Linked DNA regions of Anas platyrhynchos: all the other regions are linked to region 1. A link is a contact called in public Hi-C data. All regions are on one chromosome and are shown on one strand. The core of a region is the stretch at or near the end of the contact, and the rest is flanking DNA. Distances in the headings are between cores, read along the strand shown.

Region 1 (3,100 bases), core at 375-2,874:
TCTAACCCTGGGGTTAGAAAGAGAAGACCATGGGGTCTTCTCTGCCTTGAAAGAACGGTTCCCTGTATTCTCTGTCTGCAGATACATCCATACACAGTCCCATGATGTACCCCAATTCTCTACCAGTGAGTTCTGCAGCATCTTCAGAGAAGAACACTCCTTGTTGAGCACTGGTCTCCAGTCCAGGTCTTCCAGTATTGCTCAGGACCACATGAAATTCAGAAGTTAAGACAGATGCCAACAGGGAGAGCAAGACATGGTGTTGCCTATTTCACTGTCCTTAGCATCCCTGCCTGGGGTCGGTGAGGTGTGGGGGCCTGTTGCCCTGTGTGTACTGATGTGTGCACAGACGTGGCTTGCAAACAGGTGTGTGATGAGCATGAGGCACATCTCATCTCTTGGACCTTCTTCCATTACACTTGGTTATGGGATACTTTAAAAATGAGGTACCATCTGTGCACTGGGATGCCTTACCTGCCCTCCCACCCTGCATCCAGTCAGGAAAGTCCAGCTTGGAGTCTGAGCCCATATTTAGGTATGGCAATGTGCACAACAGTCATAATTCAGGTCTCTGAGGAGCTTGCCTTTCATGACTTAAAAAAGCTATGGTGTGGAGCCTTTTACATCAGATACACGCTTTCAAAAATAGGTCCTAAATTTAGCTCGTGTGGCATGTTGCTCCTGTTGATGCACTACATTCTCCTGGTAAAGTTTTCTGCTCCTCTGTGGATAAAACCTGTGAAGAACTGCTCAGAAGATAATCTACAGTCTGCTCTACCAGTCTAGTGTAGCTTTCTTACAGCATACTAGAAAAAAAAATAATAAAATAACAGCACTAAGTCTCAGGCCAAGTGTCATATGAGGTAAGAAAGTCTATCTGACATAATTTCTTTCTTAGAAACTTTTGGTGTTGAAAGTCTTCAAACTCTGGCACTTTGCCAGAGTCCACAATCCCCACCACAAAATTAGAAGATATGTAGAAAAGAAGTCCCTTTCCAGGAATGACACAAACAGCAAAGAACACAGTGAGAGGGGAAAAAAATCTCCCAAGAGAAGTGTTCAAGACAGATTAGAGAGAACATTTCCCTTTTAACTTATAGGGTACTGAGGATTTGGCCATACATTTTTGGTGAGTCTTACAGAAATTATTTTCTGATTATAACTCTCGGACCTGAGCTCTGCTCTTCCCGCAACTGATTGTTTCCCAGAAATTACATTTTTCTTATTTCAGTTTGGTTTCTTTGATACCGAGCTGCCTGAAACCAAGAGTCAGAGCAGAAGGAAGAACTAAAATAGGTGCCTAGCTCTGAAGAAAGTTTTTTCCCTTTTTTTGCAGGTACCAAAATTTAGGAATTGACTAAAACATCTTAAACACAACATTTTCTACCCAGGCAGATCCAGGCAAATTCCAGCTGGGCTGACTGCTCTTCTGTTTGTTTGAATTTTACAGTATCGTTTTAGGCCACTTAACATAAAAGAATCTGCTGCTGCAAAAAACACTGCACAGTTTCAATTCACATTTGCAGTTCATTTGTTCATTGCTCTCAAGGAGACGAGCTGTTTTTCTTTTCTCTGTTGAAGTTTATTATACTGTGGGCAAAACATCAAAGGGGAGAGCTGGCCTAAGCTGTGGAGCAAGCCACAAGGGGCACACTGTTACACTGGAACAGTCAATATTTTTCAAATGCTAAAGATAGGAAATATTTTAAACCCTTTTTTTCCCCTTTCTGCTGGATGTGCTGCTTCATATGCCCCTCCTGTGTCCTGAAAAGGCTGCCAGCTCCCCTTGGGACAGGTGTCCTTCACGGGGCCAGGATGGGACATGCAGCAGCATCCTTCAGACAGGAGCAGCAGTGGGGTGGAGACGTCCCAAACTGCTGTTGGAGGCAGGCTTGCATGAGACTGCATCCGGGGACAGCTGTCAGCACATCATGTGCTGCGAGAAGAGGGGAAAATCCAAGCTGATAGTGGCTAGTAATGACACTATAATCCAAGGACTGGACCATGTTTTACAGCTATTAAAATTTTAACTTGAACCTGTCTTAGGTAGAAATGAGAAAAGCATAGAGAAGGTTCGGGGGGGTCTAATCAATGAGTATAAATACCTGAAGGGAGGGTGCAAATGGATCCAGGCTCTTTTCAGTGGTGCCCAGTGCCAGGACAAGAGGCAATGGGCACAAACAGGAACACAGGAGGTTCCCCTGAATGTCAGGAAGCATTTCTGTGCTGTGCGGGTGACCAAGCACTGGCACAGGATGCCCAGAGAGGCTGTGGAGCCTCCTCTTTGGAGATCTTCTAGAGCCACCTGGACGTGATCCTGGGCACCCTGCTTTGGGTGTCCCTGCTTGATTTGGGGTGGGACCGGATGGACCCCAGAGGGCCCTGCCAGCCTCAGCCATTCTGTAATTGTGTAATTTTGTCATGGATATTCTCTAGACATTTGGTAACAGAAGACAAGGGCACATTGGGAAGACAGCCATCAGCTGAAGTTCACTGATGTTACCTTGCGAATACAAGACTGCTTTATGGGCTATGGTGTAACTTCAGCATGGACGTGTGTTTGTGAGCCATTTCGGTCCTGATGAGTGTCTGTTTAATGATCTCTTCTGACAAAGGGAGAGGGGAGTTTAAACCCCTTAGGTGACAGGGGCCTGAAATACCACTTGATCAGGGGAGACCTTTTATCACAAGAGTGTTGCACAGAAAGGTAAAGGAAATTACTTCTCCTTAGACCTTGTTCTGGTGAAATTCTTCCCCCTCTAGCTACAGGCTTTGTTTATGTGTGTTACCAGCACAGTGCCTTGAGCTAGAAGGTCACTTATCTCCCTTTGGATTTACATGACATTATTGCTGAAGCCAGCAGGATGGAAAATGGAAAGCTTCCAGACCCATATCATCTCCTGTTAAAGACAACCCAGGCTGCCTCTTCACAGAATACAGTCTCACTGAATCCCGTGGCAGTTTGCTACCCTTTAATGCACACTCAAATACAAGATACTCTCTGAGGGAAGAGTGATATTGTGAAGGTCTCTGAAACACTGCTGCTAAAAGCCTGCTCCCTTCTGCCTGGCACACATCTGAGCCAGGGGCTCAGGGGCTC
Region 2 (2,955 bases), core at 383-2,882, 52 kb after region 1:
CTGGAGTGAGTTTTTGAATTTTTGTACCACTGTGCTTTATGCTACATGAATTGTCTTACAGAAATAAATAAAATCTGATCCTGACCTCATATGCCTGATATGGTTGTGGATGAAGCACTGGGAGCCAGTAGCTGAAGCATAGCCATTTCTCTACCTGTTCATATTCCTGCAAGCTGATTCACTTCTTCTGTGTGACAGATTTAAATTATCAGAATATTTAAGTTAATACATGAAACAATAAGATGCTAGACTCTTCCAGCTTGGGACTGTGCAAGACAGAACAAAAGAGGAAATGATAAGCAGTAAATGGCTTCTGCAGCCATTAGAAAACTGTAACTGTAATTGAGCGAGAGAAAGCCCAGTCCTTTCTTCTCCTATAAACAAGCTCAGGGAAATGCTGAAGGTCTAATAATCAGCAGGATTTTTAGGCAGTTGAAAGGATCTCTGCCTCTTTAGAAGTTTCACTGAACAATGCAATGTTGAGAGGTTACATTTGGTAAGAATGCAATTAGCAAGAATTTACTGACCTTCGGGTGATTTATATTTCCTTCCTCAGCCTTTTGTTGGCAGTTTATCTGGTTTGTATTCATGAGCGGAGGAAGTTTTCAGGTTAAATTGTTCACATATGTTTAGTGGCTCCCCAAGCCTCACGATCGGGGGCTGACCCCGGATCTTGGAGAATCACACTGTAATCCCCAGGGATTGCAGAGGCCACGCTTATCTGGAGATGCAGCCCTAATCTGGGCGAGAGCAGATCTGCAGGCTGTGTGGGGTCTAAAGCTGGGAGGGGTCTTCTAACAGGGTTTAGGCATGTTTTTCTCCAGGAACACTTAGTAACCAGCCTCTTCACTCACAGCTCTGATGAGACACCCTGGCTCCACACAGGGTTTTACTGAGACATCTCTCCAGGTGTTCTGACAAGCCATGGCCTCAGGTCAGCTGCAATTCCTGTCTCCTGACCAAAAATACTCCATAAATGTTAATGTTTCTTAAGCCTCTCCTTTACAGTGAATCAATTAAATGCTTCCTCTGAAGAAAAAGAAGGACAAAGCCTATTCTCAGTAGAGCCCTCCCAACAGTCCCAGGTTCAGCTCCCTTAGCCTGCAGGCTCAGCATGCTTCACAGCCCCGGGTACCTTCCTCCACGATCCCTGGGCATGCCCCCCATTTCAGCTGATAGAAGCTCTGCCTTTGGTGGGCTAAAGCACAGTTCTCCTCCTACATCAGATAGTCTGAACAGAAAAAAGGACACACCATGTACAGTCTGCAGCCTACTGACTCTGAGCCTTTGCAGCACTTGGATGCGTACTCTCTCTGTTGAGAAGTTTGGTCACCAGAGGGAGTCGCAGACTCCAAGAAACAAATAAATAAATAAATAACCAACACCAAAACAGTTTGTCTTTCCATTGTACAAGCATGTCACAGTTACGTCAATGGAAAGACTGAAGATTTCCTCTAATTTCACTTTCGTTGTCTTTTAGACACTTAGCAAATTTCCCGTAGCTGAGGGGGTTCTTGTTTCCAAGCTGCATGCGATTAGTGAGGACATGATTTCTTGTCCTGCCCTGGAGTAAAATGATATAATCTGGCTGGAATCGATCTGACGTGATGTGCCCTTCCCTGTCTTTCCTCCTCCTGTCTGACCTCAGCACTGACTTGTGTACTTCTGTCCCAATTTGGGTGATTTTGAGCACTCTTCTGACCCTGTGTTTAATGAATTATTGGAATGAAGAGGGAAATACCAGTAAGGCAAATAAAAGTGCACATTTTTAATAAGCTGGAGGACTCTGATGAATATACAGCCGAGCCAGTGCAAGGTGAAGGTAAGATCATGCAGTCTGAATGGTGGAAGAAAAAGATATTGGGCCTCCCCTTTTGGAGAAAAAAAACCAACAGATCAGTCCAGCTGTAGTGTGTAACTTCACCCATAGCCTCTCTTCCAAGTGCCCTGCAGGGAACATGCAAGGCTCCACAGGTTGCATTATGAGAATAGAAGTGTTTTGCTCACAATTTCTTGGTTACTCTTTTCTTTACCCAGCTCCAAGTTAGACAGCAGGGCCCCAGTCACCTTCCCGGGTGAAATGGAAAGAATCTTCAGGAATAAATTGGATTATCTGCTCACTTTTCTGCTTTCCACTTATAAGGAGATATTGTCTTCACTAGAAATACCCACTTCTACTGCATTGCATGAGCCACACTCAGACCCTCACTTGGTTCTGTGAAGCTCCGCTTATCTGGATTACTTGGAAGTGTGGGCCTTTGTGCACAGATGGGACATATATTGTGTCTTTAATAACACAGAAATAATTTAAATTGTTTCTGATTCATCTTTCACTTGATCTGTCCCAATTTAAGCTTCTCCACCTGATCCCTTGCCATTATGATGTGATCTCAAAGACCCATGGGTTACGGTGATTTGGGTGAGGAATCAAACCAACATGAATAAGAAATACAGACCTGATATCTTCTGAATTTGTATTTAAGTGCCCACATATATGCTTTATAACTCAGGCTGATAAACATCAGAAACTTAACATGTGCTAAAATACATGAAGGCTAAAATTCATGACAAAATAGAATTATGTGTTGATTATAAAGGGCTCTTCAGATCAAATGTGAGGTGCTAAGAGGGAAGCTTAGTTGTAGGTTTGAACAGTCTATAGGATGTGGTAAGGCACTTTATATTTTCGGAAGAAAATGTGGATAGCAGCATATCTGGTTTCTGAGAGAGTTTTAGATTTTCCAGGAGTGGAATTGCGTAAGCGCAATTAAAGCTGAGAGATGGACAGCTATACTGGAGACCACAGTAAATGCTATTTTGAGGAGCCAGCCAAAGTCATAGAGTTTATAAACATCATTTGTCAGCAATAATAGTAAGGAAATGCTTTCCATCTGAATTGCTATGGGAAACTCCCAATACTCTTCAGATTTCATCTCATTCCAGTTTCTCAACCTG
Region 3 (2,960 bases), core at 178-2,677, 52 kb before region 1:
TCTTGGGGTTCACAGTAGTTGTTTTGACCACAGTTTGCAGGTACAATGCAAGTTCCTGGTTGCTTTCTCCCATGGAGATTGTAACATCAAGATTCAGCTCAAAGCATATAAGAAGTGAGAATGATTAGGGAGCCTGTCTGGATTACATCTCACCCATACAGCATTATCTGTGGCATTCCTAGTTTGGGAAGGCTTGAATATGAAATGCTATTGTTTATTATTATTATTTATTAAATTGATTTCATTTTTACTATAGGTGTTTCCTTTCGTGCCAATCATTTTTTCAGGCTGGTTCCCTGATCTCCTGTGCATTAGAGAGGCTCTGTTGACTTTCCACAATGTGCTTTGAAGTAAAGTTCAATCAGGATAAGTCCCTGTGTTGTGCCAGGCTCTAGCTCACTGTTGTCCCTTGTTCTTACGTGCCATCTGCATGCCCTCTGCCCTTGGCTGAAGCTTTCCCTTCCCCACAGGCTTCCTGCACATTCCTTTCTGTGTGGTTACATGAACCTCTCCATCCGAAATCCGGCTGGGTGAGGGATTTTCATTTCATGGAAATACGGGAAGCTACGGTGCCTAATGGCACAAGACCCTGCCAAGTGACATTAATAGGCTTGCACTAAGGTCTAAGAATTTCTTCCAGGAGTTCTTTTCTATGAAATTGAGTTTACCCCAGGCCACAAGACACCATCTGCAAACTGCACGGATCGCAGGGGGCATAAAATGTACATTGGCTGGTGTTGGCTGTGCTGCATGCGGCGTCACATAACTGCAGGGGTGAAGATACCTTTCCAGTGGTAGCACGTTACAAAGGTTGCACGGTTGTTCCCCTTCCCAGCTGCCATACGATATTGTTCTAGTTCCCCGTGGCTCAGCAGGCTGCTACTACAGCTGTGGCTTGAGCAGCTCAGGGTCGCTAATAGGTGGCAAACATGGGCAGGCAGCTCTGTGGGGTACTGAGGGAGCACAGCCCACTTGGCCTGGCACTGTTAGCACCGCGCTGTGCAGTACAGCCCTGAGCTTCAGGGACAGGGTGCTGCGGCCTCCCTTCACCACACTGCTCAGCACACAGGCATGTGAACCTCCTGCACTTAAGAAGTGCCACATCTTCCAGCGGTCACTTCATCTGCTAGCTGTAGAGTGGGGATGATCTGTAAGCCATTCTTCCCTGCCAGGAATCTCAAGAACTCAAAAATGTGTGACGGTGAACATCTAGAAGCTCCCACATTGGACAGTGGTTACCCCCCATGACCTGGTGGCTGTGCAAGCAGCCCTGCTCTTGGCTCTGCAGCATCGTCCTGCATTGCAGCCCTGTTGCAATCCCTCACTTTTTTTTTAAGCCATGGAAACTGAGGCAAACAAAGGCTGAGTAAGTCAACCAGTGCTACACAGCAAGCCTGTGGCAGAACTGGGAACCGAACGCAGACTTTCTGACTCCCAGTCCTGGGCTGGAGCTACCCACTGAACTCTGACGTGGGACGAAGTGAATCTCACCAGAGACTTCAGATAACCACAGTTTAATTTGGTTTCTCTGTGCTCCATACCCTGGGGAGATAGCAGACCTCTGGCCACGAAAGGCAAGTTATTGAGAGATTTACTGTTAATTCCTCCTTATGAGGTCCATCTTGTTATGTTTGGAGTTGCCATAGGTTTCTGTTTGTTTTGTCTGTTTTTTTTTGCATGTGGGGCTTGTGTGTTTTATTAAGCCCTTGGCTAGTATCTTGTGCATGTTTAAGATTTTATAAAGGTTTCTTTCGAGGTTATTCATTATAGCTTTCAAAGGTGGCCTATTCTGCAGGCTTGCTATTGAATGACAATCTTTGACAAACTGGTGTCTCACAGAGGGGAGAAGACTGTTTCTCATATGCTCATAATTAGTATTCCCAAGGGTTCCCTAGCTGCTTTTCATAGCTCCGCATCCACATTGACCTTGAACTTTGAGTGCTCCAGGGCTTCTTGAAGCACAGTCACTGGAGAGGTAGACTAAGAGAGAAACCTCCTTTTATTTTCATCACTTAAAAAAATAGATGACTTCCAAGAGATATCTTGCTAGTACTTTGTATTCTTGACTCTGCCACTGATCTGCTGATGACCATGGGGAAGGCAGTTGAACCCTCTGTTTCACTGGGCCTTTTCTCTCTTGTTTGCTAGTGCTGTGGGCAATGGAAGGTTTTTGGCAACCTTAGTTACTGCTCTGACATTTTTCATGATGTGGTAGTCATGTCTTAAAAAAATTCTTTCAGACATACAAAAGAGAAATAATCGTGTTGGGAAAAAAGTTCTGGAGTGTGTTGAACATTCTATAACAAAGAATATTTTTTTAGTACGAGTATATATTTTGGGGTTCAATGTGCATCAAAACACAACTGAAATTTAGAAAGATTTTTCCTTTGATCTACTTCATGTTAAGCATGCAGTAAAGGTTTTTTGGTTGATTTAAATTTTGGAGGAACTGTTTTTGTTATTTCACTCGTTATACAGAAGCAAGAGCATTGTTTCATTTAGCAGATTTCCTTCCTCTGGAAAATGTTGACTTTCATCCTAACTGCAATTATTAACATTAAACAAGAAATCTTAAAAGGATATGAGTCGATAACAACTGTGAAAAGATTAATATTTCCTCCAAGCTTGAAGACAAATTGCCTACACTCTTTTTGCAGATGTCCCTTTTTTCACTAAAAACAGAGTTCTAAGTAGTGTGTGTAATAGTTTTTCAACTGCCTCCCCCTCGTGGTCAATATGGAAAACATTTGGAAATGTTGAAAAACTGGGTAAAGCTCAGCACTTGCATTTGAATTGAGTCCTTTTAGAAGGAGACTTTCAAATGCTGAACAAATGTGAATTAAGTCGACAACGTATCAGTTCTTTCCAGGAACAAAAACTCCAAGTAACCTTAAATGAGAGTGAAGATACCACAAAGAACTTGATCTGCAACTGCAGCTGGGTTGGTTGAGACTCTGTCT

The links. A called contact is a pair of places that touch in the nucleus more often than the background predicts.
Region 2: a Hi-C map of skeletal muscle shows a contact between it and region 1, with 2.2 times the contacts expected there. The contact joins two enhancer-like sites. A contact is called at or near these places in 2 of 8 Hi-C or Micro-C datasets (liver and skeletal muscle).
Region 3: a Hi-C map of skeletal muscle shows a contact between it and region 1, with 2.6 times the contacts expected there. The contact joins two enhancer-like sites. A contact is called at or near these places in 2 of 8 Hi-C or Micro-C datasets (skeletal muscle and subcutaneous adipose tissue).

Annotation. Positions count from the first base shown.
Region 1 is chr2:13,685,232-13,688,331 of IASCAAS_PekinDuck_T2T, forward strand. No RefSeq gene overlaps it. Among named protein-coding and RNA genes, the nearest start is that of MAL2, 22 kb to the right of the region's middle. Within about 2 kb of position 1,625, at least 1 of the 8 cell types and tissues checked has an H3K27ac peak or open chromatin away from gene starts, as enhancers often do.
Region 2 is chr2:13,737,114-13,740,068 of IASCAAS_PekinDuck_T2T, forward strand. The region is part of intron 1 of COLEC10 (collectin subfamily member 10); the gene reads right to left. Among named protein-coding and RNA genes, the nearest start is that of COLEC10, 5.9 kb to the right of the region's middle. Within about 2 kb of position 1,633, at least 1 of the 8 cell types and tissues checked has an H3K27ac peak or open chromatin away from gene starts, as enhancers often do.
Region 3 is chr2:13,633,709-13,636,668 of IASCAAS_PekinDuck_T2T, forward strand. No RefSeq gene overlaps it. Among named protein-coding and RNA genes, the nearest start is that of CCN3, 15 kb to the right of the region's middle. Within about 2 kb of position 1,428, at least 2 of the 8 cell types and tissues checked have an H3K27ac peak or open chromatin away from gene starts, as enhancers often do.